Regions from separate parts of the Mus musculus genome. Here all the other regions are linked to region 1. Evidence: chromatin contacts called from public Hi-C, HiChIP or PLAC-seq and Micro-C data. All regions are on one chromosome and are shown on one strand. Each heading gives the region's core, a stretch centred on a gene start, on an enhancer-like site or on the middle of the called end of the contact. The rest is flanking DNA. Distances are from core to core; before and after follow the strand shown. Region 1 has its middle 55 kb from the start of Gm36595. Region 2 has its middle 22 kb from the start of Gm36769. Region 3 has its middle 22 kb from the start of Gm36769. Region 4 has its middle 150 kb from the start of Gm36769.

Region 1 (6,513 bases), core at 2,256-4,755:
TATGAACAGACACACACCCACACACGCAGGCACACACCCACACATACATACATATAATTGAAATAAAATGAATTGGTTTTATTTTTAAATTTTTTAATTTTTATATGGGCTTTTGAAGTAAAAACATTCTAGTGGCTATCTTGGAAATATCTAGGAAAATAGAATGCTCTATTTTAGCCAGGAATTGTTGGGGTTTTTGTGTATGTAAGGAGTCTGGTTGGAAAACACACCTAAGAGAGCATACATGGATTGAACTTCACCATAAATCTTTTGACTGAGGAGTTTGGGTTCACTGAAAAGCCACACTCCCATCTGTAATTTCTCCCCAGTAGTCTTAGCTCATCGATATATTAAATCATTCCTTTGATACTGATCTTTCATGGACATTTCATTCTTTCTATATGAAGTTATTAAATTTTAAAAAAGGTACCAAAAATAAAATTAACTAAATGCAAAAGCTGACCCCATCTTTAGCAAGTAAAAACTTACAGAAGGCTTTCTTTTCAAACCAGGGCCTTGAAGGAAACTGCAAGCATTCTGAGATAGCCTTGAAGTAAGAATAAATAGCTTCCAAGGCCCGGTGAGCACACTGCTTATGCTGTTTTCCTTAAGTTCTACAAATCTGTGCCAGTGTCTATACAAATATGGAGATAGGAGCAAAGCAAGCTGCAGTGTTTATGAAACAATTCATAATGTGTGTGATAAGGCAGGTCAGGTCAGCAGACACTGTGCATGACCAGTGTCTACACTTGCATCTGGTTCAGGGTCAGCAAGCATGAATACTGTGTCAAATTCATCCTCATGTTCATATCCTTGTTAACTACCAAATCCACACCCTTGAACACCAATATATATGTAGTTAGAAGTCATAAGGAAAGAGGGAAGATTTAAAAAAAAACATATTTGAAGATGTTGAATAGTTACTGCATATTGAAAACAGTATGTTAGGGTTTCGTTTGGCATTGATTTTGTTTTGTTGTTTGTTTCTTTTGAGATAAGGTCTCATGTAGCTCAGGCTAGCTGGCACTGTCTATTCACAGTGACTCTGAACTCCTGATCCTCTTGCTTCTACCGCCCAAATACTGAGATTACAGATGTAGGCTGACATGCACAGATTTTTGTTTTGTTTTATTTGGGGCATGGGGGTTGGGTCTCTCTGTAGCCCACGGCATCCAGCAACTCAGGCATCCTCCAAACTCCACCTCCTCAGTGCTGTGATTACAGGTCTGAGTTGACATGCTAAACAGAAGAGGTATAAATGTGTTTCTGTCTTGCTTTCTAGTTTCCAGCATTGTTCATATGCACACAGGATCCTATGATAGGTATTTATCACAAAGATAAGTCAGAAATGACATAGACAGTTGATAAAATTATATGCCACCAAATCTACTTACTGTCTTTTAAATGTTCTTCTAGCCCACACAGAATATAGTTTTCATTTCTTTACAACTATTGAAAGTAAGCCAGGTGGTGGCGGTACACGCCTTTAATCCCAGCACTTGGGAGGCAGTGGCAGGCCGATTTCTGAGTTCAAGGCCAGCCTGGTCTACAAAGTGAGTTCCAGGACAGCCAGGGCTATACATAGAAACCCTGTCTCGAAAAACCAAAAAAAAAAAAAAAACCAAGTATTGAAAGTAAAGTCAGCAGCCTACATACAAAATACCTGTTACTTGAATAACACTTTCATTTAAAAAAAAAAAATGTTTGATTCTCCTCTGCCTCAAAGTGAACAGCTAATCACATTTTGTTGTAAACAAAATGGTGAGATAGCTTAGATGGTAAAAGTACTTGCTGAGTAAGACTGGGTACATGAATTCAATAATTAGGATCTATGTAAAGGAGGAAGGATAAAACCAATGTGTAGCGGTTAGAATAAAAGTGGCCCATCTCCATATTTGAATTCATGGTACCCAGTTAGTGGAACTGTTTAGAAAGGGTTAGAAGATGAGCCCTTGCTGGAAGTGTGTTATTTAAGGGCAGATTTGGGGGATTCAGAAAACTCATGCCATTCCTACCTTCAGCCCCCTCTTTCTCTTTTTGCCTTGCACTTGTGGGTAGAGGTATGAGCTCTCAGACATTGCTCTGGCACAATGCCTGCCTTCCTGCCATCATGGTCTCAACCATGAGGTCCATGGACACTAACCCTCTGGAGCCATGAACCTCAAATTAAATTCTAGGCCTGAGCAAAAATGTACCTTATTTTTGAGACAGGGTCTCATGTTTCCCAGGGTAACCTCAAACTCATTACACAGTCAAGAATGTCTTGAACTGCAGATTCTGCCTCTGCCTGTTGAGTGCCAGGATTACAAACATGTCCCACTGTGCCTAGTTTGTGTGGTGCTGCTGATCAAACCGTAGGCCTTATGTGTACTAGACAAGCCTTCTACCAATGGAGCAATATCTTTAGTCCCCCCCACCCCGCCACCCCAAATATCCCCATTTTGAAAGGGAAAGAAGTCTTGGGATTTTATGGAATGGAGTATACAAGATCCATATGTATGGAGAGATGGCTCAGTGGTTAGGAGTTCTTACTGCTCTTGCAGAGGACCTGGGTTGAATTTCCAGTATCCACACAGCAGCTCAATGCTGTCTTTAACTCCACTTTCAGAAGATCTGATATCCTCGCCTAGCTTCCATGAGCAAGTGTGGCAAATATGAGGTACACATGCATATATGCAGTCAAACACACACAAAATAAAAGTCAGTTGTTTGAAAAGAACCGTCCCTGTTCCAAACCTGGCGAATTTCTTCTTCCCTCAGCCCATTGCTTTCCTTTGTTTGTTTGATTGTATTTTAAGAGAGTCTCATACTGTGGCTTAGTCTATTTGTGAACGCACCGTTAAGTCCAGGCTAGCCTCTAACTCAAAGCCTCCTCTGGATTTCAGGTGCTAGGGTTACAGGCATAGGCTACCTACCACACCCAAGAGTTCCTCTGCTAGGTATAGGGCCAAAGTGCTCTGTATATATTCTCTAGAGATCGGCTTGAAGCTCTAACTCCTGCATTGCTGTTAATAACAGTTAAAAGAGGGAATGCAAATGTCTGTTGAATACCTCCTCTATCTTCCAGGGCTCCATCTATTTCTCCTAGGACAGGATCACTGTCAGTTTCTGGATGTTTTCATGTGTGTGAGGGTTGCTTTTGTTATGTTAGCCTGAGGTAGTATTTCCTGTTTGTCTTTATTTGGAAGTTAAGCATCATTAAAAGATGTGAAAGGATGCTAGCCTGACAGAAGGTTAGACAGGAATAATAATGGTAATAATAATAGCTATTGTTATTATTATTATTTGTGTTATATCAGTTTGCCTAAGTAAGAGCTTCGGTTGTTGACCTCCCCACTTCTGTGTCATTCAGAGCTAATGTGAGCCATGAAAATAGTTTTCAAAAGGTTTAGAACACAGAAAAGAAGGTGCAAACATTCCTCAGGAAGTTGGTGCAGGAATGAGGCAGCCCCTCTAGCACTGCCTATCTGCTGACTCACAGTCGGTTGCCGGCAGAGTCAGAGTCGGGTGGGGCTGCAGCTGGGACCTCTTGGTGCTGTGAGTAGTGGAGCTCATGATTCACTTTCTCTGACTTCTGAGCCAAGTGCGGTTTGTTTTTTTTCCTTACCTCCTAGACATACAAGACACTAGTTTCTCTTGCGCAGTGTCCCCAGCCTAAGCGTTAGAGGCCTGGAGGCAGACAGACAGAAGTTCTGTTCCTTCATTGTGGTTTCCAGTCAAGCTTCAAAGACTCTGGGTTTTCCTTGAACCTCCCACTTCATACTCACCCAGCCCTCCTCACTGCCTCCCTTAAAAAATTCAGACTCCAGCACCAGGCAGAAAATCCAGTTCCCACTGTGTTGCTCTTTTGGGGTTGGTTAGTGGGTGCTAGGAATGGAACCTAGGTCCTTGATCTTTTGGGCAACGACTCTAGGGCTGAGCTGGATTACCAGCCAGGCCAGTGGTTGTTTTTGTTGTTTTGAAACAGTCAGTGTATATTCCAGGTTAATGTCAAATTTGCAACCTTCCTGACTTCACCTCCTGATTCCAGGTAAACTAGTTATTTTATAAACTCAAATCCCCACAATAAATCTTTTCTTTTGTATGTCTATGTTTTCCACAAATTCTGTGACTCTCATACTCCAGAATGAGGAAAGTCTGATTGCCAGCACTCCAGCTTTCCGAAATACGTACAGAGAGCCCTTTTAAAGGCTTCAACAAAGGTGGGCCAGGCTTCTTGGCTGGTTGGGTTGGGTAGGGGGTGTGGGAAAATGGAGGCAGGGGCATCAGGATATCTCATTAGTTTCGGCCGGTCTACACCCTGTCACAAAGGGTGCTGTAGCGTGGGCAGACACTGCGTAGCACAACTTTAATCCCAGCAAGCAGGCTGATTTCTGCTACTTAGAGGCCACCTTGCTCCACTTATCAAGTCCAAGGCCAGCCAGGGTTACATGATGAGACTCTGTTTCAAAAAACAAAAAGAAATAGAAAGAAATCAGGGGCAAACAAGACAAGGTCCTGGCCTTCAAATGTCTGACAAATTAATGAAAGTCTCACTGTTCTCAAGGATTCTTGACTTAAATTATATCATCTTGCCAATTGTCAATATGTTCTTGTAGTAATTTGAATATACAGCTCTTAGCTGAAGAAGTGTTGTTTGGACAGCAGGTAACCCCCCTACACACACACACATACACACACACACACACACACACACACACACACACACACACATACACACACACACATACACACACACACACACACACACACACACCCCTTTATACCTAACTCAGCAACCAGTATGTATCTTAAAACCTTCTAAAATATAAACATCACCTGAGGTTAACTTGTCATTATATGTTTTGTTCTTTAAAGATGTTTCAGAAAAACAACATCAACTCGTTTTAGGAAATGAGTCATTAGATTTCCAAGAACTGACAGGTACCATACAGGATATACCTCTGAGCCTGTATCAGAAAGGGAAAACTTGAGAGGTGTCAACGACGCAGCTGAAAATTCAACTGTAAGCTAAGTTTGGGCAAGGCAGATGGCTTGGCGTGACCAGGACAATGGTTCCACAGCATGGCAAGTGCTTCCCCATAGAAACAGATCCCAACATCTGGAGTGTTGGCAGAGATTGCCATGTGTGTTTGGACAACACTCACCAGACATACATGCCATGATGGTTATATCACTCCCCCAAACCCACATCAATGTTCATCTGTCTTGTATGATAGTTTCGCACCCTGTCTGGGTAATTGTCATTTTTAACACCTACGAGAAAAATCCCAGGCCTTCTCTGTACAATTCATATACCCCTGCCTAACTTGAATTTAATTAACGCTTGGAATTCATCCACTTCAATACAGTTTCGGTCTTTGCCAGCAAATTAAAACCGATCAACATACCTATTCAAAATTTCCACCCAGACAGAGAAGAAGTTTATAGGCTACAGATTACTAGGAATTACCATAAAAGTGACAAGCATCACACAGTTTTGTTCTTCAGTATAGAAACAAAATCAATATTTACCCCCTACACTTTTATTTTTCTTCTCTCTATATATATGTTCCTCGCGGGAAGTTGTATATTTTGATTTCTGGCCATAATCATCAGTTCTCTCCTCTCGAGGCTTATTTAAGTAGCTGCAAGATATCTGTTGATATTGTTTCTACTTGTGCTCAGTCCACAGTCACGAACACTGACGCTTCTGATGATTTCTTCCAGTGGATTCTAGATACCAAGACTCCGGCGTGTCTAGCAACTGATAGTGACACGAGACCAGCGCATGATTTGGTGAGGTATCAGGCAAGCTAGCAGACAAATAGAGGAGGGGCTGAAGGAGGAGGAAGAGGAGGAACAGGGGAGGGGGCTGCATCCAGAGTCACATTGTGACTTGGGTGCATGAAAGAGAAAGCAAAGTATTAAGTCTTCGATTTCTAAGTACTCAAAGGCTCTAGGCTCCTGCTTTTTCTGCACTGTGGATTTCAGTACACATTGCAGACGGTGTAATACTAACGTATCTAAACCTCTTGTCTCTTTTTGTAAACTTAAAAACGCTTCTTGTAAGCTTCAGGGAATCAGCTTGAATCCACTTCTCACAGGACAAAGGACTCCAGATAAGTACTGTCAACCAACCACCCTTCCCCATTTGCCAATTCGTCCTATTGCAGAGGGTGGGAACTCTCTCTCTCTCTCCTCTGCTCTTTGGGCTCAGCTAATTGTCAGGCCTTTGGGTCCGAAAGTTTCAAATGAACACCCAAGATAAAAATGTTCCCCTAAACTCCTTCATTTTACCTTCTCTCCCTAGTCTATTTGTCCCAGAAGATTTCAAACAAACTAGAGAATACCCTAGCAATTTGCCAGCTCCAGATGTTCCCTCAAATTCTGCATCCTGAATAACTTAAAAGTGGCCTGCACTTCCCTAGCCCCAGCATCAAAAACTGCTCCAGCTGCTGCCTGTAGGTCCCTAGACCCAGAGGGTCCTGCAGAGCCAGGTCAGTGAACGAACAGCCTGTTTTGACAGGCCTT
Region 2 (6,513 bases), core at 2,513-5,012, 470 kb before region 1:
TTTGCAAGTCCAATGGGCCTCTCTTTCCAGTGATGGCCGACTAGGCCATCTTCTGATTCATATGCAGCTAGAGACAAGAGCTCCGGGGTACTGGTTAGTTCATATTGTTGTTCCACCTATAGGGTTGCAGATCTCTTTAGTTCCTTGGGTGCTTTCTCTAGCTCCTCCATTGGTGTCCCTGTGATCCATCCAATAGCTGACTGTGATCATCCACTTCTGTGTTTGCTAGGCCCCGGCATAGTCTCACAAGAGACAGCTCTATCTGGGTCCTTTCAGCAAAATCTTGCTAGTGTATGCAATGGTGTCAGCATTTGGAAGCTGATTACGGGATGGATCCCCCGATATGGCAGTCTCTAGATGGTCCATCCTTTCGTCACAGCTCCAAACTTTGTCTCTGTAACTCCTTCCATGGGTGTTTTGTTCCCATTTCTAAGAAGGGGCAAAGTGTCCACACTTTGGTCTTCGTTCTTCTTGAATTTCATGCGTTTAGCAAAATGTATCTTATATCTTGGGTGTCCTAAGTTTCTGGGATAATATCCACTTATCAGTGAGTACATATTGTGTGAGTTCCTTTGTGATTGGGTTACCTCACTCAGGATGATGCCCTCCAGGTCCATCCATTTGCCTAGGAATTTCATAAATTCATTCTTTTTAATAGCTGAGTAGTACTCCATTGTGTAGATGTACCACATTTTCTGTATCCATTCCTCTGTTGAGGGGCATCTGGGTTCTTTCCAGCTTCTGGCTATTATAAATAAGGCTGCTATGAACATAGTGGAGCATGTGTCCTTCTTACTGGTTGGAACATCTTCTGGATATATGCCCAGGAGAGGTATTGCGGGACCCTCTGGTAGTACTATGTCCAATTTTCTGAGGAACCTCCAGACTGATTTCCAGAGTGATTGTACAAGCTTGCAATCCCACCAACAATGGAGGAGTGTTCCTCTTTCTCCACATCCTCGCCAGCATCTGCTGTCACCTGAATTTTTTATCTTAGCCATTCTGACTGGTGTGAGGTGGAATCTCAGGGTTGTTTTGATTTGCATTTCTACAGGGGAAATTTTAATGTTACTGTTTTATAATTTCTTCTACCAAAACAATTCAGGAATTGAACATCAGTGACTGACAACATATAGGAAGGACTCTCAGACCTGGATGAGAAAAGATCCCACGAGTTATGATCGTGCACACATGCATGACTGTGTATGTGTGTGTGTGTGTGTTTTTGCTATATGTGTGCAGGTGCACATATGCATAGATTAGAAAGTGATCTCTGCCTATTCCACAGCTATCTGTCATCCTGTTTTATTTATTTAGAGATAGTATACCATTGGCCAGAAACTCACCAAGTAAGCCAAGCTGGGTGGACAATGAGGCCCAGAGGTTCTCCTATCTCTGCTTCTCCAGAACCAGGAGTTGCTATGCTAAGCTTTTTTTTTTCCCATGTTTTCATGCTTGCAAGGCAAGCACCTTTCAGATTAAGCCATCTCCCCAGTCTCTGAAATTTAATCTAGCCACAACATTCATAAACATTCTGTTCAAATATGTGGATTCCAGCTATATATTAGCTAGCAAGAAACACAGTGGGCAAATTGCAATGATTCCTGAGACTGGGTTAGCAAATGTGGGCTCTTTGAAATTCCCAGTATTTTTATTGTTAAAAATGGAAGAATTGGAAAGAAATTAAGGAGGCACTGGTAGATTGGTAGAGGTAGGTTTATGAAACAGTGCTCTAGTACAGGGAGACCAATGGAGAACTGGCTTTTTTAACCAGTAAACGCAATGGTTGTGTCTAGTACTACACACTTGGATGATGAAGCTATGAAACAAAGCAATTGAGTAATTGATATGTAATCATAGTAGCTGTCTTTGGCAGCTGCTGCAATTTGTGACACTGGAGTTAAGCAGAGTTAATTCTGAGACACCAGGCAATGTTCCATTCCATGATCTGGGCAGTATTCACAAGGTTATTGACTTTAACATAAAGCACTAATTTAGATATCCTCATAGCAGCATACTGTTGATGGCACTTGTTTCTCTCTCTCTCTCTCTCTCTCTCTCTCTCTCTCTCTCTCTCTGTGTGTGTGTGTGTGTGTGTGTGTGTGTGTGTGTGTGTGTGTGTGTACAAATTCTGAGTAACTGTGCCTCCCATTCCATGGTCCGTTATAGACCACAAATAGCTTTTATATTCTTACATGATTTCCAACACCCATGGAAGGAGTTACAGAGACAAAGTTTAGAGCTGAGACGAAAGGATGGACCATCTAAAGACTGCCATATCCGGGAATCCATCCCATAATCAGCCTCCAAACGCTGACACCATTGCATACACTAGGAAGATTTTGCTGAAAGGACCCAGATATAGCTGTCTCTTGTGAGACTATGCCAGGGCCTAGCAAACACAGAAGTGGATGATCACAGTCAGCTAATGGATGGATCACAGGGCTCCCAATGGAGGAGCTAGAGAAAGTACCCAAGGAGCTAAAGGGATCTGCAACCCTATAGGTGGAACAACAATATGAACTAACCAGTACCCCGGAGCTCTTGTCTCTAGATGCATATGTATCAAAAGATGGCCTAGTCGGCCATCACTGGAAAGAGAGGCCCATTTGGACTTGCAAACTTTATATGCCCCAGTACAGGGGAACGCCAGGGCCAAAAAGTGTGAGTGGGTGGGTAGGGGAGTGGTGGGGAGGGTATGGGGGACTTTTGGGATAGCATTGGAAATGTAAATGAGGAAAATACCTAAGAAAAAAGAAAAAAGAAAGAAAAAAGAAATTACAATTTTCCCCTGTGGAATATAAAGAAATCACACCAAAAATCTGAAGTTATGGATCAAGTGACATTAGGTATTAAGGCCTCCTCTGGGCTTCCTAAATCCTAACTGGTTTGTCTGTACACACTGCCTACGCAAATATCACTCTAGTATATACTACCAGATAAGTAAAACTTGATACTTATATGCAAACTCTGTAATGTAGATTCTGTAACTGTGCCTGTTTCAAACATTCGTTCCAGTTATTGTTTTCACAACACAAATACAGCACCTGAATCACTTCCTACTTTACAAACCTCAGAAAGTATCCTACATGTGTGAGCATGGAGCTTTCCACAGGATGCTTACATAGCAGCTTTCTTGATATTCATCGTGTGCCTGGTAGTTATTCTTATTAGTGTACATCAGCATTAACAAACCAATCTCATTTGAACAGAGATAATGACAAACAATAATTATTTAACCTCTACTTTTTAAGTACTGTTTTATGCATGAGGAAACTTACCATGAGGTCTTCTGAAACTTATAGCAAAATACTTCAAAGTAGAATTTGTCTCTGGAGTTTTGTCATAATAAATATTAATTTCATTGTGTTAGCTTTGCTAGGGCCTAGTACATGGTAGATCATGGAAAAGAGAAGGCATTGCTCTTAATTCTATGAAGGTAAAAGTGCTATGACCATCTTTGCACACAGGTGATGGTGATTTAAAAAAAACAAAAACAAAAACAGAATTCCAGGAATAAAAGAAGCATCTAAAGAATTAGTGTGAATTATTTTCCAGGAACTCCAAGTTTAGTTCTTATATGAAGCTTGACTATGCTTGTTTACCCAGTTATTAAGTGTGGGAGGATTCCCAGAACTCTGTAGAGTCACGCAGCGCTCCTTGACCAGCTGGTTTTGGCAAGCTTACACAAGGTTTGTACAATACATTGCTAAACCAAGGAGTGAAGAAAACCTCCTTATATGCCTCCAGAAGTGGAGACCCATGATGACAGCATTGTTAAAACTTACCATAAGCCTGCAGACATGTGACCTAGGCTGAGATGTATTACAACACATAATCTAACATTAATGGAAATTATTTTTCCAGAGGAGTTAATGACTCACAATACACAAGCAGTTATGATGTCATTTATTGATTTAGGATGCCTTTATTTCTTCTCTACAATAACTTCTCCCATAATAATTTCAAAGAAAATGTTAGATTGAACCTGAAAAAAATTATGTATTGTCAAGTACCAAAGATTTTTCAATCTAGTTTGAATGATGTGCCATCTTATTTTTTACATTATTGATCAAACCTTTAATATTCTACTTATTTTTTTAAAGGTGAAACACTGACACTAGGTTTATAAGATGACATAGCTTACTGCTGGCAATGCCCATGACAAATTCTTTCTCAGTAAGACTATATTTACATGAGGCAAGTGATTTTAACCACAGTGTATTATTTGGCCCCAAATATCCTTTCTTCACTCCATTTTGACTTGGCTTGGCCAATGAGGAAAACCACATCAGCCAAGTAGTATACCACAATACTGGGAAAAGTAAAAAAATTACTAAGAGTTATGCAGAACAATGCTCCTGATATTCAGTAATTCACCTTGAGTTCTGGCAATGGTATAGATGGCAATCCTTACATTTATTTTCTGAGCCTGTAAGCCCCAAATAAAGTGTTTAATTTAAACTGTATAGATCAAATAATTAACAAATTTTTATTTAATGAAATGATATTTTGATATGTAGATAGGTTTAAATGCACATATAGTCATATAGAGAGTCACACATTATCATAAAAGAAAGTGAACTGCATAGGACAGGGTGAAATACACCTAGGGGGGCACCTGTGAGTTGGAGGCCACTCAGATCTACATAGTGAGTGAGATACCGCTTAAGTGGGTCCACAGAGTGAGAATCTGGGGGAGGGGTGGGTAGAGAGAGAAAAAGAAGAGAGAGAGAGAGAGAGAGAGAGAGAGAGAGAGAGAGAGAGAGAGAGAGTATATCTTACTAATTTAAAGTTTCTGATATTAATTTTTAAATTTTATTATTTTTATGTGTATTAATGATGACTTGCATGTATGTATATGCCTGCCTAGACTCCTAGGAGTCTAAGAGAATACCATGTCCCCTGGAACTGGAGTTACAAGTAGTTGTAAGCAGCCATGCAGGTTATGAGAATGAAACCTAGGTCCTTTGGAAGAGCAGCTCATGATCGGAGCCACTAAACCACCTCTCCAATCCTTGATTTGAATTTTTTAGTGTCCAGAAACTAAAAGTACTCAACAAGTTTTAGAGACATTAATTTAACAGTGTTGTGTAGAATTTTTAACAAATGAAATATTAAGATAGTCATACATAGCAAATGTATTTTCAAACAATGAAGTATCTATATTTTTAGTTCTATTGATTGCTGTCCTATTTTATTTATGAAGCTTGCTGAAAGTTACAAAGATGTATTTGCATCTAGACCTGGTCTGCCAGAAAAGAGTAAATTTCATAACTCATTATGTTTGAAAAGCATCCTTTTGATATTTGAGAGAATATTTAATAGGATATTTAAGATTCTACTAAAATACAACTTCTTGTATACAGAAAATGCTGTCTGTGATTATGTTTTATAGCTAAAATTGCCACCTATATCCTGAATCCTTTATGTGTCTTAAAAAGAATTGAATCTTAAACAAAGAAAGCAATAAAATTACAGTAGCATTATGTATTCTCAATCCTATAAGAAAGTCCTATTAAACTCCACCTGCATCATACATTCCCTGCCCCCAGGTTTAAAAAAAAAAAAAAGGAGATATCATTCTGGATAGATGGTCCAGAGTGTAAGAGAACGTGTGCAAAGATGAAGACCTGAATTTAAAGCCCTGACATCCACATAAAAAGACAGATATGCAATAGTGTCTGGGTTTGATGGCTGATTATCAGATGGATCTCCTGGTGGGGTAGTCTCTGGATAGTCCATCCTTTCATCTTAGCTCCAAACTTTGTCTCTGTAACTCCTTTCATGGGTATTTTGTTCCCTATTTTAAGGAGGAATGAAGAATCTAACCATTGGTCTTCCCTCTTCTTGACTTTCTTGTGCTTTGCAAATTGTATCTTAGGTGTTCTATGTTTCTGGGCTAATAGCCACTTATCAGTGCATGCATATATAATGACTTCTTTTGTGATTAGGTTACCTCACTAAGAATGATATCCTCCAGATATCATAAATCCATTGTTTTTAATAGCTGAGTAGTACTCCATTGTGTAAATGTACCACATTTTCTGTATCCATTCTTCTGTTGAGGGATATCTGGGTTCTTTCCAGCTTCTGGCTATTATAAACGCAGATACTATTGCATATGCCAGAAAGATTTTGCTGAAAGGACCCTGTTATAGCTGTTTCATATGAGGCTATGCCAGTGCCTGGCAAATACAGAAGTGGATGCTCACAGTCATCTATAAGATGGAACACAGGGCCCCCAATGTAGAAACTAGAGAAAGTACCCAAGGAGCTGAAGGGGTCTGCAACCCTATTGGTGGAACAACAATATGAACTAACCAGTACCCCCAGAGCTCGTATCTCTAGCTGCATTATGTAGCAGAAGATGGCCTAGTCAGCCATCAGTGGGAAGAGAGGCCCTTTGGTATTGCAAACTTTATATGCCCCAGTACAGGGGAATGCCAGGGCCAAGAAGCGGGAGTGAGTGGGTAGAGGAGCAGGGCGGGGGGAGGGTATAGGGAACTTTTG
Region 3 (6,513 bases), core at 1,132-3,631, 430 kb before region 1:
CTGGCTGGTGGGCGCAAAGAGTGAACCGAAACATCTGCGAACATTAAAAGTTACTACAGAGAACAAACTGCCAGTATCTCAGAAGATGCTTCCTACCAGAACTGAAAGTAAACACTGGGCCTTATGTAAACTCACCATCAGTCCTGACTGATTTCCCAGCTAGAGCTGGGATGGGGCTCCTCTGCATCCCTTTCACTGTGAGAGGACCTCATGGAACTGACTCTTACCTTCACTGCATCCTGTAAGATTCTTCCCCCAAGAGGCAACAGACTCAGTGGTGTCAATGAATCTGGAAGAAGCTAAACTAGCCTTGCTCTTTAGCCACCGCTTTCCTTCTCTAAGGGCAGCTGGGGTAGAGGGAAGTGGGATCCTTTAAGAAATGTGCCTGTGTGGGATCATCCTGCTCTAGTAATAAGAACCCAGAATTCCACTTGACCGGACAGGCTGTCCACATCAATTTTATTAGAGCTCCTTTTTTTTTTGTTTTTTGTTTTTGTTTTTGTTTTTCTAGCTTTCCAGCCATCACAATCTTTTGTGTTGTTTCTCAGATCATTCATAAGCTAAGCTAAGCAGAGGGGTAAGGGATTTTAATCAATGGGAGACCACTTACCTGATCCCTAGTCTTTTTTCCCTTACTTCTTAGATCATTCATAATTTAAGCAAAACTAAGCAAGCGGGTAAACAATTTAAGTCTGTTGGAGCTTATGTGAGAGCTTTGCTTTGACACCTCAGCACCAAAATACACAAAAAAATAAAACAAGCAGAGGCATCCTTTCTCAGGTTTCTTACATTCTTGCCTGTGACTTCTAAGCAACAGCCTCTTCATGCTTTTCGTACCACAAACCTTGATGAAGTCTCCAGTGCATGCTAACTGCAGTGCATGCTGGGGTGCTGGTGTTTTTCAGGGGTGAGCTGAGTCCCAGCTATAATGCAATCCCAGATTTCATCTAATCAAACACAAAGCCAAGGGGTAAACAGTATGATCTGGGAGAACTTGATAAAAGGAGAATGAAGCCAAGTGCCTAACTTTGGTCAACTCAGTTCCAGCCCAATAGCGGACAATAGATAAAGCCACGAAAATGAAATGGATCTGATGGAACTACTTGGGCCATTATTGCTAAAGGGATCTATTTGAAATTTCCTGTCTTTGAGCACAATGAATATATATATATATATATATATATATATATATATATATATATATATATATATATATGTCCTTTTTATACTTTGAATTGTATCTGTACAATATTAAATGTTTTCCAAATCGTGGATATGTCCAAAATAAATATAGTTCTCCTTGAATCCACATGACTTGCTTTGTTCTCATTGTAATTTGGATTTGAGTGAGAATGGCCCCATAAGCTCATGTGTTTGAATACTTGAAGCCCTATCAGTGGAACTGTTTGGAAATGATTAGGAGGTATGGTCCTGTTGAAGGAGCTGTGTCACTGGGAGCAGGCTTTCAGGTTCCAAAAGGCTCTGATATGTTCCCTCTCTGCCTCCTTCTTTCAGATCAGGTTGTGAGCTATCAGGTTGTGAGCTATCAGCTATTTCTGCCTTTATACGTTGGCTCAGCCATCATGAAATTAACCTTCAAAAACGGTAAGCCCAATTAAATGCTTTCTTTTACAGTTGCCTCTGTCATGGTGTTTAAGTACAACAATAGAAACCTTAAAAAATACAGTCTGTGTGCTCCTTTCTCGTCCACCCTCTTCCTTCTTGCCACCGTCCTTCCACAAATAGTTGACAGCTCCAAATTACTTTCTCAACCCTGCCTCTTAATTAATTATGAATCCTTATCTCCTTATCACTTCCTGTCCGAAACCTGCTGCTTGTACCTTTTCACTGGGCACAACATAAATTTTCCTTAAACAATAATAATAACTTGGAGGGTAAACTGAAAATAGATTAGATGGATTCTAAGGCATTCTTAGCCTTGGACCCAGAATTACATAGAGAGAATATATTTTGAAAATATGCTGTCACTCAGCTGGGAAAGGGAGTCGGACTGCTTCCCTTTCTGTGGCACCCACACCATTATTTGCCTGTGAGACAAAACTATTCCAAATTCTTCTTTCATTACCAATCTACTGCCAGGCCCATGTCTACCACAGACCTATGTTGGTCACCCCTAATAAGCTGGATAGTGTCTGTGTGCCGGGATTAGTTGTTTGCTTTCTCAAAGATAATCTGTTCCAAGAAATATAATGATATTTTATTAATTTTTGAATAGTCAATGTATGGGCTATTCATGAAGCATGCCAAAATAGTTTTAAAATGACACCATGGAAAAGCATTAGCCAAGCACTCAACTCAGCTCTTAAAGACAGAATTCAAACGCAGTTTCAAGCACTCTCAGAAAAACAATCTTTATCTGCTTATGACTGTGACTTATTTTGACTCTGCTAGGAAATTCTCAGGGTGGAAATTTCCTGAGCTGACAGCAGGTCATGCTGAATTGAAGCCATCGCCCTTGGGGGAAGGCAGGAGTTAAAGAATGTAACTGGATTTATTTCTTATTAGTTATATATCCAAGAAAGCATCGAGGACTGGCTTTCTTATTTCTGAGTTTTAGAGACAGTGGATCAGTTTTTCCACTCAGTCTCTCTTAGCAGGATAAGACCAGATACCCAACGTGAAGCTCCGACTTACTGCATATTTTCCAGTCTTCTTTTTACAACAGAGGAGCTTTATCTTTTCCTTTTCATTGTTTATTTTTTCCAAGCTCATATTGTCTTTTCCATGGCATGATGTCAGGATGGTGAAGGTAGGTATGCTGCAGCGTGTGAATGGATCTCCAGCATTTCAGCCTGGCTAAGTGGCAGGCAGGATTTTCCCGCAAAGGGTGATGAAGGCAGGCTGACTCAGACAATCTGTGCCACCACTTCATCTCCCAACTCACGCTTAGGAAAGCTGGGCTTTTCCTTTGGTACCTACAGAATCTCTTTTAGTCATTGTTCACATTAAGGGAAATCTTGATAGATAAAATTTTGACATGGATTTGATTGCATCCTTGAGATGAGGCCTGTGACTTGAAGGTAAAAGAGACACTTTTTTTAAGTTATTTGTATGTGTGTGTGTGTGTGAGGGGGTGGGGGGGGAGACAGAGACACAGAGAGAGACAGAGACACAGAGACAGAGAAGGAAAGACAGAGAGGTATCCACAGATGTCAGAAAGGGGCGTTGAATCCCTTGGAACTAGATTTATAGTTCACATATATGACTATATGTGCCTGATGTGGGTTCTGGGGTCTGAACCCTAGTTCTCTGAATGAGGGGTAAGTCCTTTTAACTGCTCATCCATATCTGCAGCCTTAAAATTAGTCATATTTAATGAATTTTAGTCTTTCAACTTATAAAGAGTGTTCCTTCTCTGGTGTTACCCTTTGTGTGTCTTCTTTCTTCTTTCTTCTTTCTTCTTTCTTCTTTCTTCTTTCTTCTTTTTAACATCTTGTGAGACAACATTGTAAGCTATAGCAGCTATGATGCTGCCTGACAACACACACACACACACACACACAAAGTGCCATAACAGGGATACATAACAGGGATAACAGCATTGAATAAAACGAATGAAGTCTTATCCTAATGAGCCTTACATTCCAATAAAGGAAATGGATTGTAAACTCATAGACATATCTTTGACATGGTTTATTAATCATGCTTTAATTGTGCCTTGTGCCCATCTCAACTCCATCACCTTTGATTTTTTTGTGCTTCTGTCTTTAGATTGAGATATCAAGTCATGGTATAGTATACTAAAGCAAAAATATAAAGAAATATATACTAGCTTCATCCTTGGCTTGCGTGATTACCAGATATGTGATCTCAAATTCCTTAACCACTTTGATATTCACCTTTGTAGTTTGGGTGGTGGATGCTCCTAAAAGGTCTATGTGCTCAAGTCTTGACATCATTATCTATATTGAGCATTGCTGTGGATGAGGTATGGCCTCATGGACAACCTTTGGTCATAGGCATCATGTCCTCAAAGGTGATGGTGGGATTCCTATCTGTATCCCCATCTTTCCAGGCTTGAGACATGACCATCTACTCCAGAATGAACCCCAGCATGATGCTCTATCTTTGAGAACAAACAATTGAGACCACACAGTTCTTGGGCTTGAACTGAATATATTTGGTTAAAGTAACAGGAAGTTGACTAATTTCCTTATTTATAAGCAACTGTGGTAACAGTCATACAAGGAGGAAATGATATGTGAGATATTCACATTTGCTTCTAATTCTGTGTTTGCAATGCTCTCAGTTCTCATACCCCTCTACAGACCCAATCTTCCCTTCTTCCGGTCAATTCTATTTGCAAGAGGCAACCCTCAATGAATGCATGTGGGCATCTATGTCAGCTCAGGAAATAGACACACTCTAAAAGATTAAAGGATATCATAAAAGAAAGTCATAATATTTTTTCCTTTTCTCATTCTATACTCCACAGATATATTTAGTAATAGCCACATCCATTCAAATCAAAAGCTTCTGCCAATTATTCTCTTTTTCTAGCTTTCTTCAGGGTCTCTCTGGCTCAAAGGGCCATTTTGGGGGTGGGTGTGTTGGAAGTGTTTCTTTTGGTCCTAGGAGTGATATAATTTCCCAGCAAATTTTGTATATGTGTAAACACTCATAAGTCATCTTTCATTAAAATCTCTTGATAAACCATGATTTGGGAAGCTCTATCTCCCACAAGGATTCTCAACTTCATAGTACTTGATAGCATGGATAGTCAGGTCACTTGATGATTGTGTGATCTTTGCGGAGAAAGACAGCAGGCTTATATCATAAGTACTCAGTTTATTGTCAATGCCAGAGTGGGATGGAAGATCAGATATTAAATGGCTTTGTATTTTGTTGTTATTATTGTTGTTTATAATATACTAATTTAAAAATAATAGGATTGGATAACTGTTTATGACTAGGCTGAGGAGCTTCCAGAAAGACAGAAAATTAGTACACACACACACACACACACACACACACACACACACACATATATATATACATATATATATACACATATATATATATATATTCAAAGATCTGGTAGAGAGCACGAAAGCTTTGTTATGGCCTTGAGCAGGTCACTCTGTCTGGTCATTACAAGGCAGAGATGGTTGAATATTGGACCAATATGCAATTGTACAAGTGTCACCACTGCTACATTTTAAGCAAACAACATGAAGAAGGTCCTATAATAATGTTAAGGTTTGAAGGTATGAGCTTGAGTCCCCAAATCATCCCAAGATCATCCCTTGTGAATAAATAGGCTTTCTCCCATTTGAGTAACATAATCTTTCTATGTTAAAAGGCTTTTTAAATGATCTCATTTAGGTTTTTAACTTACAAGAGATGCAAGTTCTCAGGGCCATTGTACTCTCTGTCATTGCCTTGCTACTCATAATTAAAAGATGCATCCCAGCATTCCTCAGGTATAGAACTCTTAAACCTATTTCAGAAGATGCAAAATATGTGTCATGGACCCTTCAGATCTGTTAAAATTACCTAGTTGGGAACCTGTTGATTTGTGTGATGACATTGTCTAAAGAGTGTTATGTTTACTAAAGCTACTAGGGTATTGGAGAATGTATTCCTCTGTATTTTGAATTTAGTGTGCAGGTCAAAGCAGCTTTCAGTATCTCTAAAAGTTTTCTATTGTCGGCCACTGAAGCCTGGTTCTAAAGAAAACCATCAGTACATAATATCACAATCTTAGTGTGTCTTTACCCTAACATGAAAGAAAGAACACAAAAACTTAGAAAATGGAGTGTCTAGGAGTGTATTTACCACAGAATCTATACACTGTCCTTCCATTCCTGTGAGACATTGAAGGCAGTAAAACAAATTTGAAAAGACCTTTGTGATGCTTCACCCTAAGCGGAAAGATGGTTGCCATTATTGTAATTAGCCACAGAGATGGAGTAACACTGAGCATTCAGACTCATTGGAATCTGTGCCTGTGGCTAATTAATAACAGTGTTCCCAGGTATACAATAGAGAGTGGATGCGTAGCAACAGGCAAAACTTAATCTCTACAATGGGGAAAGTGTATGTCAGGAAAACAGGAATCTGATCTGAGTCAAGGAATGTATTTATGACTAATAACCTCTCATTCCGTTTCCATTCAGCCTCTGGAAAGGCAGTTAAATGACGTTAGGGATCCTCGCCTATGTAGCTGCTCCTACAGAAGCCACAGCTTGGCTTATGAAAATCCATGCAGCCTCAGCTTGCAACAGCAGCATCTTCTCATCAGGTTTAAACCAAAACATTAAACCAATTCTGGGGACCACTATATAAAGCCTTGCACAGAGAGATACAAAGAAGCCTAGGGCAAACCGGGTGTCTCCTTCATGGAAAGCGGCTCAGAAACAGCAGCAGCAGCAGAAGCACTGTGAAGACAGCTAATGCTGAGAGTAGAGAATTCCTTTTTTTGTTACACGCAAGGTGCATTTACAAAAATTGATTGTCTTCATATGAACTTGCAAACGAACTATTGAGAAT
Region 4 (6,513 bases), core at 2,226-4,725, 300 kb before region 1:
TATTTGATATATATACTTCCACACATATTTGAAAATTTCTTTTCTAAAACTTTCATTGGGTACCTTTGTTATAGGTGGTACAGAGTGGGGACTGTTGATATAAAGAATCTTCATTCAGCTGTCTCCCCATCTGCTGGGAGATAGGAACATCCTGCACACACCATGCTAAAGGGGCCATTTTGATCTTTCCTAACAGGGAAAAGAAACAGAGCATGTAGAATCAAACAGAGAAAGAAGCAGTAAGAGTAGATGGTGTGGAATGGGAAGGTGACTTCATTCTTCTCTGAATTATTAAGCAAAGCAATAAGAATTGATCCCTTGTACAGCTGTGGGCTATTTATTCATTACTTTTCAACCCTGTAAAGATTGCTCCTCTGACCACCTTTCCACATTGTCAAACAGTTAACTTCCACAGTGTAAATTATCATATTCTTCCTCTACTACCATGCTTGTTGCATTGATAGTGACTGCTTTAAAGTAACCTGCTTTCTGGGTTCATATCATTCTTTTTTCAAATTTTTATTAGATATTTTCTTTATTTACATTTCAAGAAAATAGGTCCCTTGGTGTTGCAAACTTCATATCATCCTTTGTGAAAGATGTGATGTGTAGGGCTTTAAAGTTTCTCTTCAAATATCGGACAATCTAGTTTTCTAAAACATCAGTAGCAGAGCTGATGATTCAATGACTAAATTATTTTTCTCTCTTTTAATTATTATTATTGTTTCCTCCTCCTCCCCATCATCATCATCATCGTGGTGGTGATTTGTTGAGGCAGGGTTACTCTCTGTGTAGTCTTTGCTGTCCTGAAACTCACTCTGTAGATCAGACTGACCTTGAACTCATATATCTGCCAGCTTCTTTCTCCCAAGTGTTGGGATTAAAGACATGTGCCACTACTGCCCTGGGAATAACTGAATTCTTAAAACCATTGCATCTCAAAAAAAAAAAAAAAAAAGTCATGCAAAAGTTCACTTTAACAGTAATAATCATTTGGATAAGAAGAAAGCACTGCTTGGTTCTTATGTGAAATTCATATGTTAATACCTAGAAATCTGTGCTCCCGGCTGTAAGAAGTAGCATGACCGAGTTAGTCACAGAAACTCTTTGGGAAATCTGGCCTTCCACTGAAAGAGAGCCCCTTTGCATTAGTTTGCTGATGCTGCCATAATAAAATACCACAGACTGGTGGTGTAAACATCAGAAATATGTTTTTAAGCATTCTGGAGGCTAAAATTCAAGATCAAGATGCTAGCATCTTAATGTCCGACTATTGAGGATCTCTGGTTAGTCAACTTACTGAACTATTCATCTCTTCTGAAAGCCTCCTCTACACAGATACATTCAGAGATACGGTGTGTCAAGTGATCTGTGTATCATTTAACCCAGTTAATTGATTCAACAAAATTAAAGAAATTGATTCAACAAAGTAGCCACCACCATCACCACCACCATTACTGTCACCACTATCCCTGTCATCAACAATTATCGTAACTCAAGGTAGGGTTACCATGGCTAGTCTTCTTCTGCTCAACAGATAGCTAAAAGGACGGAAGAAAAATATGTGTGCTTAGGGTTTTGTTGGTTTTTCTAACTGTAAATCTGTTTCCACTGAATGATGCTGCTTGTCAAAGAGTTCTGTGCAGTTTGATGAACTCATTTCTCATTTTAGGCTGTGTATTCTTCCCTTGCAAGCAGGAATCAGAGGACTGGGAGTAAGGGAATGATTAAGAACCAGGAGCTGCGTGTGAGTCAGAGCGCCTGACCTCTCTTCTGTTCGTGTATGTGGCTTTCCACATAGCAAACCTTTATACAGTGCTCCTTAGTCACAGAAATTGTATTTGCATGAAGCACTAAGTGGAGCATTCTCTTTTTTTTCCAGTATAACTTACTGCATTTGGTCAGAGAAATCCCTTTTGTTTAAATCTCACAACCATATTTCAGAGGGAAACCTGATACCTTCTTCTAAATCAGTTTGAAATACCAAATTGAATGTGTCATGAAAAACAGATACACATACTGTTAAGCATAAACGAAATGCAATTCTGTATCAAGTTTCCATTTGAAGTTCCCTGTGATTTTTATATTGGACTTCAAGTTGCCTATATGTGGTCATGCCTCACCTAGATTCTGCATGTCTACAAGGAGGATTGAGAATACACTCCAGTCAGCAAGGCATGCGATTGCAAACCTACAATTCTAGCACTTGAGAGGTGGAGGTTAAGAGTCATCACAAGTTCAAGGCTAACCTGGACTACCTCATCTCAAAATATGTACATACATACATATAACATACATAAAAAACACACTTATATTTAACTTATACTGGGGCATTCTGAGTATGACCAATCACAATTTTCAGCTCAGTTTAGTTCTACTATGGCTAGCCAAAGAGTCTGACTCTCAAAGGCATGTACATTTCCGCATCTTTATGAGCATGACACTCTGACCAGTAACAAGCCACGAATTTTAGTACCTATAACAACAGCTCACTTTCGATGTGTATTCTCAACAATTTATCTGTCTTCAAAATGAGGTTTCTTCTTTCATGCTTATCTCCTGGACAAGGGTGGTTTAATCTACTCAGGGGCCCAGGAAATGAGGAATGAGAATGCTGGTAGATTATGGGACCACTTTGAATGGTGCTTGACACACTCACTACTTATGTATTTAAACAGCTAACCAGTCAAGCGAGTGACCTTGCCCTTGGTATAATGAGGTGATTTGAATGAGAAATGGCCCCATAAGCTCCAGTATTTGGTGCACAGTAAGTGGCTCTGTTTGGAGAGGTGATGCAAGCCTTTCAGGACAAGGTAAGTCGCTAAAGACACACTTTGAGAGTTCAAAGCCTCACCCCCTCTTCAGATTCACTCTCTCTGCTTGGTGCTTGCAGGTAAAGGTATGATCTCTCAGCTTCCTGCTCCAGCCACTCTCTGCCAAGCCACTCTTGCTACTAAGGATGCTTCAGCTGAATCAGCCCAAATGTACCCTTCTTTGTTTGCCTTTCACCATGGTATTTAACCATAGCAATAGAAAAGCAACTCCTACAAACGGGGGGGGGGGGGGGGGGAGGGGAGGGCGAAGCAGGCAGAAGCCAACCACTTCAGCACTTGAGCGTCTTTTCTCACAATTGAAGAGTCAGAGCATTTACTGCAGAATAGGAAGATAGAGAGGGTCTTAGGGTTGTTAGTGGTCAGAATAGATGATGTATATGGTATTTTAGAGGGCTGCTGGCTTTTAATACAGTCTAAGCAATGTAAATGAAGATGTTAAAAAACCCTCCCTTCCATTTCAGCATTCTTTGATCATTTGCTTACAGTCCCCCTTTAAGGAGGGCAAATGTCAATCTCCATAACATTCTGTCTGCTGCAATTGAAGACAGTTATGATTTGTGTAAATGAGCCTCTGACCTCATGCTGACAGGGCATGCCTGTTGCGGGCTGCGGCCTGAGCTCACCACCTAGAATGAAGTGACTCACCACCCTGGGTTTTCATTCCCAGCAAAGGAGTTGATTCACAGAGTGACCTTAAACAGTACTCTCCTGAGTAGGACTCCATTGTGTAATGTACCACCTTTTCTGTATCCATTCCTCTGGTGAGGGGCATCTGGGTTGTTTCCAGCTTCTGGCTATTATAAATAAGGCTGCTATGAACATAGTGGAGCATGTGTCCTTCTTACCGGTTGGGACATCTTCTGGATATATGCCCAGGAGAGGTATTGCGGGATCCTCCGGTAGTACTATGTCCAATTTTCTGAAGAACCGCCAGACTGATTTCCAGAGTGGTTGTACCAGTTTGCAATTCCACCAGCAATGGAGGAGTGTTCCTCTTTCTCCACATCCTCACCAGCATATGCTTTCACCTGAATTTTTGATCTTAGCCATTCTGACTAGTGTAAGATGGAATCTCAAGGTTGTTTTGATTTGCATTTCCCGTATGATTAAGGATGTTGAACATTTTTTCAGGTGCTTCTCAGCCATTCGGTATTCCTCAGGTGAGAATTCTTTGTTTAGCTCTGTACCCCACTTTCTTTTTTTTCTTTTCTTTTTTTTAATGGTTTATTCAACCAGTGTTAAACCAGTTGAAATTGTTTTATTTTTTTATTTTTTTTCCATTTTTTATTAGGTATTTAGCTCATTTACATTTCCAATGCTATACCAAAAGTCCCCCATATCCACCCACCCCCACTCCCCTGCCCACCCACTCCCCCTTTTTGGCCCTGGTGTTCCCCTGTACTGGGGCATATAAAGTTTGCAAGTCCAATGGGCCTCTCTTTCCAGTGATGGCCGACTAGGCCATCTTTTGATATATATGCAGCTAGAGTCAAGAGCTCCGGGGTACTGGTTAGTTCATAATGTTGTTCCACCTATAGGGTTGCAGATCCCTTTAGCTCCTTGGCTACTTTCTCTAGCTCCTCCATTGGGAGCCCTATGATCCATCCATTAGCTGACTGTGAGCCCCACTTTCTAATGGAGTTATTTGGTTTTCTGGAGTCCAACTTCTTGAGTTCTTTGTATAAATTGGAAATTAGTCCCCTATCATATTTAAGATTGGTAAAGATCTTTTCCCAATCTGTTGGTGGCCTTTTCATCTTATTGACAGTGTCTTTTGCCTTACAGAAGCTTTGCAATTTTATTTGTTGATTCTCAATCCTACAGCACAAGCCATTGCTGTTCTGTTCAGGAATTTTTCCCCTGTGCCCATATCTTCGAGGCTTTTCCCCACTTTCTCCTCTATAAGTTTCAGTGTTTCTGGTTTTATGTGGAGTTCGTTTATCCATTTAGACTTGAGCTTTGTACAAGGAGATGAGAATGGATCAATTTGTATTCTTCTACATGATAACGGCCAGTTGTGCCAGCACCATTTGTTGAAAAATGCTGTCTTTTTCCCACTGGATGGTTTTAGCTCCCTTGTCAAAGATCAAGTGAACATAGGTGTGTGGGTTCATTTCTGGGTCTTCAATTATATTCCATTGGTCTACCTGTCTGTCCTGTACCAGTACCATGCAGTTTTGGGGTTTTTGTTTGTTTGGTCGGTTGTTTGGTTGTTTGGTTGGTTGGTTTTTTTTAAATCACAATTGCTCTGTAGTATAGCTTAATGTCAGGCATGGTGATTACACCAGAGGTTCTTTTATCATTGAGAATAATTTTTGCTATCCTAGGTTTTTTTGTTATTCCAGATGAATTTGCAAATTACCCTTTCTAGCTCTGTGAAGAATTGAGTTGGAATTTTGATGGGGATTGCACTGAATCTGTAGATTGCTTTCTGCAAGATAGCCATTTTTACTCTATTGATCCTGCCAATCTATGAGCATGGGACATCTTTACACAATGGAGTACTACTCAGTAATTAAAAACAATGAATTTATGATATTCGTAGGCAAATGGATTGATCTGAAGGATATCATCCTGAGTGAGGTAACCCAATCACAAAAGAACACACATGACATGCTCTCACTGGTAAGTGGATATTAGCCCAGAAACTTAGAACATCCAAGATACAATTTGCAAAACACATGAAACTCTAGAAGAAGGAAGACCAAAGTGTGAATACTTCACTCCTTCTTAGAATGGGGAACAAAATACCCATGGAAGGAGTTACAGAGACAAAGTTCAAAGCTCAAAATTCAAAGGAATGACCATCCAGAGACTGCCCCACCTGGGGATCCATCCCATATACAACCACCAAACCCAGACACTATTGCATATGCCAGAAAGATTTTGATGACAGGACTCTGATATAACTGTCTCTTGTGAGGATATGCCAGTGCCTGGCAAACACAGAGGTGGATGCTCACAGTCATCTATTGGATGGAACACAGGGCCCCTAATGAAGGAGCTAGAGGAAGTATCCAAGGAGCTAAAGGGGTCTGCAACCTTGTAGGAGGAACAACAATATGAACTAACCAGTACCCCTCAGAGCTGTGTCTCTAGTTGCATATGTAGCAGAGGATGGCCTAGTTGGCCATCAATGGGAGGAGAGGCCCTTGATCTAGAGAAGATCTTATGCCCCAGTAGAGGAGAATGCCAGGGCCAGGAAGCAGGAGTGGGTGGGTTGGGGAGCAGGGTGGTGGGAGGGTATAGGGGGCTTTGGGGATAACATTTGAAATGTAAATGAAGAAAATATCTAATAAAAAAAGAAAAAAAGAAAGGATACTGAAAGTTTAAAAACAAAAACAAACACAAAAAAATCAAAAACCAGTATTCTCCTGACTCAGTTTCTCCAAGAAAAGTAGCTCTGGCAGAATAAAGAAATATTACACGCCCCCATTGCCATTGATAGGCATTTAAAGTATCAGAAAACAAAACATAAGGTAGTTCTAGTATTTTATTTTTCTTCTCTTTGTAAATCAGTCATTTAAGGTGTTCTCATGGCTCTTCCTTTTATTTTTTACTAAAGGTTTTGTTGTTGTTATATTACTTTCAGGTTTTTTGTTTGTTTTTGTGTGCTGGTTCTTATGGAGATCAGATGATAATAATGAGTTTTATCTTCAGGATCAATATCCACTGACAC

Evidence for each region. A called contact is a pair of places that touch in the nucleus more often than the background predicts. HiChIP or PLAC-seq counts read pairs in DNA pulled down with a chosen protein or histone mark.
Region 2: an H3K27ac HiChIP or PLAC-seq map of embryonic fibroblasts shows a contact between it and region 1, with 4 times the contacts expected there. The contact joins two enhancer-like sites. A contact is called at or near these places in 2 of 115 datasets of contacts at active chromatin or transcription factors (embryonic fibroblasts and fibro-adipogenic progenitors).
Region 3: a Hi-C map of embryonic fibroblasts shows a contact between it and region 1, with 5 times the contacts expected there. The contact joins two enhancer-like sites. A contact is called at or near these places in 2 of 484 Hi-C or Micro-C datasets (embryonic fibroblasts and granulosa cells), 2 of 115 datasets of contacts at active chromatin or transcription factors (embryonic fibroblasts and fibro-adipogenic progenitors) and 1 of 9 other capture datasets (embryonic stem cells).
Region 4: a Micro-C map of muscle stem cells shows a contact between it and region 1, with 4 times the contacts expected there. The contact joins two enhancer-like sites. A contact is called at or near these places in 2 of 484 Hi-C or Micro-C datasets (adipose-derived mesenchymal stem cells and muscle stem cells) and 3 of 115 datasets of contacts at active chromatin or transcription factors (embryonic fibroblasts, fibro-adipogenic progenitors and pancreatic cancer cells).

The regions. Positions count from the first base shown.
Region 1 is chr10:56,483,798-56,490,310 of GRCm38.p6, reverse strand. No RefSeq gene overlaps it. Among named protein-coding and RNA genes, the nearest start is that of Gm36595, 55 kb to the right of the region's middle. Within about 2 kb of position 3,505, at least 136 of the 459 cell types and tissues checked have an H3K27ac peak or open chromatin away from gene starts, as enhancers often do. A contact at or near this core is called in adipose-derived mesenchymal stem cells, embryonic fibroblasts, muscle stem cells and 1 more, where this site is marked.
Region 2 is chr10:56,954,155-56,960,667 of GRCm38.p6, reverse strand. No RefSeq gene overlaps it. Among named protein-coding and RNA genes, the nearest start is that of Gm36769, 22 kb to the right of the region's middle. Within about 2 kb of position 3,762, at least 14 of the 459 cell types and tissues checked have an H3K27ac peak or open chromatin away from gene starts, as enhancers often do. A contact at or near this core is called in embryonic fibroblasts, where this site is marked.
Region 3 is chr10:56,910,584-56,917,096 of GRCm38.p6, reverse strand. No RefSeq gene overlaps it. Among named protein-coding and RNA genes, the nearest start is that of Gm36769, 22 kb to the left of the region's middle. Within about 2 kb of position 2,381, at least 15 of the 459 cell types and tissues checked have an H3K27ac peak or open chromatin away from gene starts, as enhancers often do. A contact at or near this core is called in embryonic fibroblasts, where this site is marked.
Region 4 is chr10:56,779,378-56,785,890 of GRCm38.p6, reverse strand. No RefSeq gene overlaps it. Among named protein-coding and RNA genes, the nearest start is that of Gm36769, 150 kb to the left of the region's middle. Within about 2 kb of position 3,475, at least 38 of the 459 cell types and tissues checked have an H3K27ac peak or open chromatin away from gene starts, as enhancers often do. A contact at or near this core is called in adipose-derived mesenchymal stem cells, embryonic fibroblasts, muscle stem cells and 1 more, where this site is marked.